Linked DNA regions of Mus musculus: region 2 is linked to region 1. A link is a contact called in public Hi-C data. All regions are on one chromosome and are shown on one strand. Each heading gives the region's core, a stretch centred on a gene start, on an enhancer-like site or on the middle of the called end of the contact. The rest is flanking DNA. Distances are from core to core; before and after follow the strand shown. Region 1 overlaps Nalcn (sodium leak channel, non-selective). Region 2 overlaps Itgbl1 (integrin, beta-like 1).

Region 1 (3,072 bases), core at 190-2,689:
CATTAAGTGACATGATCCTCTTTTTCTATTGGAGTTTCAAGTGTTTGGCATTGCACCTAATCTCAACCTTCCCTAATCCCTCACCAAGATGTTTAAAGATAAATAAGTGAATAAATTTTAAAAAAATGGAAAAGTCTATATGATTTCATGATTGTACCTGGAGCCTTTTGAGTTATCATTGGAAGACTTTCCTCCAATTATTAAAAGCAGGAAGTTCCAAGCACCTTAAGAATGCATTTGTTTAGCAGGAAGGCAAAGCTAGTGCAAACTGAATCAGTGTGGGTGTAAATGTTAAGGTTCTTTTAACCAGTGGGAGGCAGATTACACTGTGACCAGATGGCCATATAAGCCAATGCTGCTGTAACAAAGACACCTTCCAGAGCTGCCTGCCTGATGTATTTAGAGATAAAGTGCTCACATCGAAGTCTGTCCTCTTTCCCTCTGAGCAAAGTTCACCTTGTCTATGCCTAGGAGGTCTAATGACTGAAAAGTCCACCTTGTCTATACCTAGGAGGTCTCATGACCAAAAAGTCTTCAGATGGAGGCGGGGACACAAGCTTGTGTCTCACTTGCTTCTTCTCTGAAGGGATGACTCATGGAACTCAAAGGCTTTGTACCACAAAGGCAGGGAGAAGAACAGGAGATAACAATTTCAAACACAACCCCAAACCTACCCACGTGCCAGTCTGAAAGAAGGCTGAGGTTAACTTAGATGGTAAGCCACGTTGTGAAGAGATACAGTCAACGAAACAATCTGATACCTGATTTTAGGAACTGTAAAATCTGAAGGAAGTTTTGAGATTTTCACCATTTGCGGTCTGTTTGGAAATTTTTCGAAGATTCTCAAGCGCAAAGGGAGTTTTTCTTTGGTGTCCGCGTTCGCTTCACTTTGCTTTAGCTAAAGGGTGGGGTGGGGGAGAAGAAAATTGAATCCCATTGTAATGAACAATTTCAGACTTGGGAGAATAACATGTAATTACACATATCGCCGCTAGATGGAAGAAAAGACCCACCATGCACATCACCCAGCGGTCCCAGAGATTGTTCACTGAGTCCTAAAACTGAGTTCAGGGAAGGACAAAAGTTAAGAACAAACTAAACCAATTTAAAATAAAATTCAAAGGAAGGTTTTTGTTGTTGTTGTTGTTGTTGTACTCTCAATGACAAGTCTCCTTTCACCCCACACACAACATCTTTAGCTTTTACTTACAATTAAACATTTGGATTTATTTTATGCACAGGCAGACTTGCTTATCTCCTTAGCTAACTGAAGGGGATGTATTTACATCTGCACAAATTTGATTTCTTGTAAGCCAAGGTTTATCTGGGGCAGACGTGGAACTAAGAATCAATAACTGGCTTGAATCCAGTCCATGCTTTCTTATCTTCCTCCTTCCAATGCTGGCTTTTCCTGTGACTTCTCTTCACTCTTTACTGCCTCTTAAGACGAACCACTCTGTGTATTGCAGTGAATCTTTCTTCCCTGTTTCCTATCCCTCTCCAAACTATAACACTGGTCTTACTAACTCCAAACGGGTTAAGAGAGCATCAAAGCCTCTTGTGTAATGTGGGCTTTCTTTCTTTCTTTCTTTCTTTCCTTCCTTCCTTCCTTCCTTCCTTCCTTCCTTCCTTCCTTCCTTCCTTCCTTCCTTCCTTCTTTCTTTCTTTCCTTCCTTCCTTCCTTCCTTTCTTTTTTTTTTCCATTTTTTATTAGGTATTTAGCTCATTTACATTTCCAATGCTATACCAAAAGTCACCCATACCCACCCACCCCCACTCCCCTACCCACCCACTCCCCCTTTTTGGCCCTGGCGTTCCCCTGTACTGAGGCATATAAAGTTTGCGTGTCCAATAGGCCTCTCTTTCCAGTGATGGCCGACTAGGCCATCTTTTGATACATATGCAGCTTTCAAATTTCAAAGTTTAGATCAGGAAATTATCAGTCAGTAGAAGCCCAGAAAAATTTTGCTAATCAGAAGGGACGGGTGAGATGATGATGATGATGATGATGATGATGATGATGATGATGATGATGATGATGATGATGATAGTAAAGCTCTAGCATCCAAGGTCACAAAACAAAGAGCACAGAAATCTCCATGGCATGAGAGTAATCTGAAAAGTAACTCTGTACATCAATGAAAGCTTATGAAGAAGTAACTGACTTCTAATGGGCCACTGATACACAACTGGTGAAAATTTGCGAGTGGTAAGTAGGGGCCAGAAGGAAAGAAAAAGCTGCTGACTTATTAAGACCGACCAGAGAGCAAGGCAATCCGTGATAGCAGGCCAGAGACGGATGAGATTGATAGTGTAGGTAGGAGCTTGCTCAATTGCATTTACTGACTCATTTGTTTAGATATTTGTGCTGTCACTTCTAGAACCAATCCAGGGAGCCAGATCCCGTGCAAAATTCTGAGGCTATAAAAATCAAAGGGCGCCTGCCTTTCCCCCCGACCCAGCTCATATCACAACCCACTGGATAGTTGAATAGACAATTACCTAGAAAGATAATGTGACCAATTACCTAGAAAGATAAAGAAAGATAAAGAGATGTGACCAGAGTGCTTGGGAACCCAAGGCAAGAAATGAGAAAAAAATAAACCATGGTATTATTTCTCCCACACTGACAGACCTCCCAGGCTGCAGTGTGTGATTCTTGTCTCCACTTCTTGGGGGCGGGGTCTAAGCTATGTGGACTGAATTGTGTTTTCTGCTAGGGTGAGACACAGTGGTAAAGTGTATGTCAGTCAGAGCATCTCATCAAAATGAGAATCCTGAGATCTCCCTAAAACCATCTCCATCTGTTGACTCCTTTCATCCTCACCAGAACCTGACTGGACCTTCACAAGCCCTGTTAGGGTTCTCTACCTCCATGTTAGCTCCTTATCACCTATTCCTGCATTTTGTGGTTACAAAAATCTCAATCTTAAAACCTATCTGTTGTTACTCCAATACAAAAAAATAAAAATAAAATAAAGAGGTCAAAACCTTCCATTTGGACTCAAAGTCTCATTTCCTTTCTCTCCACCTGTCTAGCTTTAGTTATCTGGGTGTCCACATCACATCCTC
Region 2 (3,072 bases), core at 303-2,802, 600 kb after region 1:
GTCTTTTGGGGAATATCTCTATGATAGACAGCTGAGTTCCCATGTAGGGGCTTTATAAACCATTTGTTAAACAAACAATTGGTAGTTAACATTTCCATGCCTAGAAATCATAAAGAAAATATTTAAATTTAGGAAAAAGTAAATTCTAAAATGAAGATACACTCTGTGTTGATGAGGATGCAAGGGACCCTTTATCTCTTTCCCATTAGACCAGCAATAAGGGCCTGTGCAACCGCTAGGTTGTCAATTATGTCTCAAAACTGGAAGAACTCCACATATTGACCTAAAGAGCCTGAAAGTCAGTCCAGACTCTCAGGAAAGCAAGATTAAGTGAAATCGTGCTGCACTTAACAATGAAGTAAAATTAATATAATGCAGTTATTATCTCTTACCTGGTTCTGACTACTTTTTTGCCTTAAGATGTGTGATGAGGGATGACAAAAGTGAAATTTTGATGTGGGAGATTCTTTAACCTAAAATATGTGTATCAGTTTCCATGGCATGAGCTTACAAATGCTTGGGACACTTTAACTTGAATTCTTTCATGATACATATGACAGTATCATAGTCATCCACTTCCCAAAACTGAGGTCTTCTGCTGTCTATTCTTGCAAGTCTTTGATCATATGTTAATCAACAGAAGTACTCAGAATTTAACCCTGAATCTCCTCTGTGTATTTAAAGCTTAACGAGTTGGAGTTTTTCTAACTGCATTAAAAACTTTTATTATTTTGTATTCTCTCAAGGTGACTGGTTACTTGAGTAACTTAGGAATAACTACCAGCATCTTGTAGTAAAAGAAAATTGTGTCCAACAAAAAAGTCAAACAAAGAAATGGAAGAGGTCCTTTTGAATTCTGTATTTGTCCCACTAGCTGTACCAAAAGTAGGTTAACCTTGTGATTTTTCAAGCCTGGCTTGAAAGGCATTTATACCAAGAGAATCCTTTTGAGACATCACAAATCTATTTTTTTTTAATTTTAAGTTGCTAGTAATATTCTCTGTTACCACAAAATATTTTAATAACTAAATAGTTTTTAAATTAAATTCGAGGAAACCACATAGGAAGTTTATGTGGTGGGAAAATTGACTAGACCCTATTCAGAAATTTTTTTTTTAGAACTCTTGCTGATTGTAGCAAATCCTAAAGCACAAGCCTGAGCCATCAATCAGACATACGGAATTAAGTTTGCATTTTTAGCATTTCACCCTGCCACTCAGCATGAAGTTTGTGTGTTCCGATTTCAAGAAATGCATGTAAATGAAACTATAAAATGATTAGCTCAATAATTTAGTAATTCTTTGATTGTAAAATAAAAATCTTCATTTGATATAATTTCGTAGTACATTCCTGTAGAGAACAGGGACCTTAAAATGCAATTCAATTGAAAAAGAAAAAAACAAGTCAACCATCTATTTTGAATACCTTTTGGGGAGAGCATCTCTAAGGGTGAGCCACATCCTGTTTCATTGACATTTCCACCAGACTGGACCAAGGAACATTTTTGCTCAAGGCTAATTGCAACGGTCTAGATCTATAAGGAAGGCTTTCCCGGATGACCTATATGTATTACAGTAAGTAAAGCTCCCCTCTGAGAAGCAGCTATTCAATAAACTTTTTTCCTTTAGAAGATGGGTTATTACAAGTCTATTGTCAGTGTGTCAACGATACTTTCCTCTTGATGAAAACCTTTATTTCTCTGGTGACAGTGAGTAACACCCTTTGTGATTTCAGGTTCTTGTCATTGTGGAAAGTGCATTTGTTCTGGAGAAGAGTGGTATATTTCAGGGGAGTTTTGTGACTGTGATGACAGAGACTGTGACAAACACGATGGTCTCATTTGCACAGGTACAGTATTGACCTACACTAATTGTTTTGTGCCACAAATGACAATAGAGTAAAATGACATCTACCACACACTGCTTTAGATAGGGCAGAGAGGGCAGCGTCCATGCACTCAAATGAACAATGCCCATGTGTAGTAACTCTGAAAGGAAAAATGAACATCTGTAAATACAAAATAACATTTTCCCTAGAAAAATGCAAACATTGAAAGCCAGATTGTATGACTGCTGGAAAATTTTCACAAAATAACCTATTATATAAACTTACACAAAGACAATTATACAAATACAGAAGTCTGTTGACAACCATTTCATTTTAATATGGTCCAGACAGGGAAGGGGTATTATTTAAAGCAGCATTCACAAGCTACAAGTTGGTGTATTGGCTGTTTTTAGAAAACTGGATATATGTATGAATATGTATGGGGAGGAGATGAGAGATAACAACAGAGTATACTAAATATTTAACTGTGTAATGGCCATCAAACCAAATTTGTTGAGTTCTAATAATTGGCCATAAATAATATTAAACTAAGTTAAATAATTAACCTAAAGTTAATATTTTAATTATAAAATGTATGCCCACTTATTAGATTTCTAGCTGATTCAATATACCATTGGTAAAAGTCTCAGTAACAAAATATTTTTGTAATCAAACATTTTTAGTTTGGTTAAATATGATTATTTTTGCATGACATTAAATTAGACAATCACTTTCTGTCCACCTTACTAGACAAGGATTTCTTCCAGCTCTCAGGTCTGCCTAATTTAATATGAAGGGGCTTTATGCTTTTCAATGTTTATTTGTAAGTCATACATGGTTTGCCTACTAACAGAAGATAGAACTGTGATATGGGAGCCCAGCTGAGTGATGAAAGGTAGGTACTGTTCAATTAATAAATTATGGAATCAAAGAGATGCCATTGATTATCTTAAAGATGTTTAGACACTTTAGGGAGGATAAATGGTTTCCTCATGAACAGATATGGTTCATAGTTATATATTCTAATGGTGTATTCTGATCATAATCATGATTTCTGTGTTTATTTTATTGCAGGGAATGGAATCTGTAGCTGTGGAAACTGTGAATGCTGGGATGGATGGAATGGAAATGCATGTGAAATCTGGCTTGGTACCGAATATCCTTAATGATCCCATGGGAGACAACTGGATTCTTATTTCTAGGCCATTTTAGAAATTCAGAGGAAAGCATATTACACAGCACTAG

What was found. Hi-C and Micro-C count contacts between places; a contact is called where the count stands out from the background.
Region 2: a Hi-C map of the N1E-115 cell line shows a contact between it and region 1, with 5 times the contacts expected there. The contact joins two enhancer-like sites. A contact is called at or near these places in 2 of 484 Hi-C or Micro-C datasets (the N1E-115 cell line and cortical neurons) and 1 of 115 datasets of contacts at active chromatin or transcription factors (fibro-adipogenic progenitors).

Annotation. Positions count from the first base shown.
Region 1 is chr14:123,370,717-123,373,788 of GRCm38.p6, forward strand. Nalcn (sodium leak channel, non-selective) reads right to left here. Exons shown (of 44, transcript NM_177393.4): 16 at 762-898. Among named protein-coding and RNA genes, the nearest start is that of AA536875, 200 kb to the left of the region's middle. Within about 2 kb of position 1,440, at least 4 of the 459 cell types and tissues checked have an H3K27ac peak or open chromatin away from gene starts, as enhancers often do. A contact at or near this core is called in the N1E-115 cell line, where this site is marked.
Region 2 is chr14:123,970,384-123,973,455 of GRCm38.p6, forward strand. It overlaps Itgbl1 (integrin, beta-like 1), which reads left to right. Exons shown (of 11, transcript NM_145467.2): 10 at 1,735-1,848; 11 at 2,902-3,072. The coding sequence ends at 2,993. Among named protein-coding and RNA genes, the nearest start is that of 1700024B18Rik, 16 kb to the right of the region's middle. Within about 2 kb of position 1,553, at least 1 of the 459 cell types and tissues checked has an H3K27ac peak or open chromatin away from gene starts, as enhancers often do. A contact at or near this core is called in the N1E-115 cell line, where this site is marked.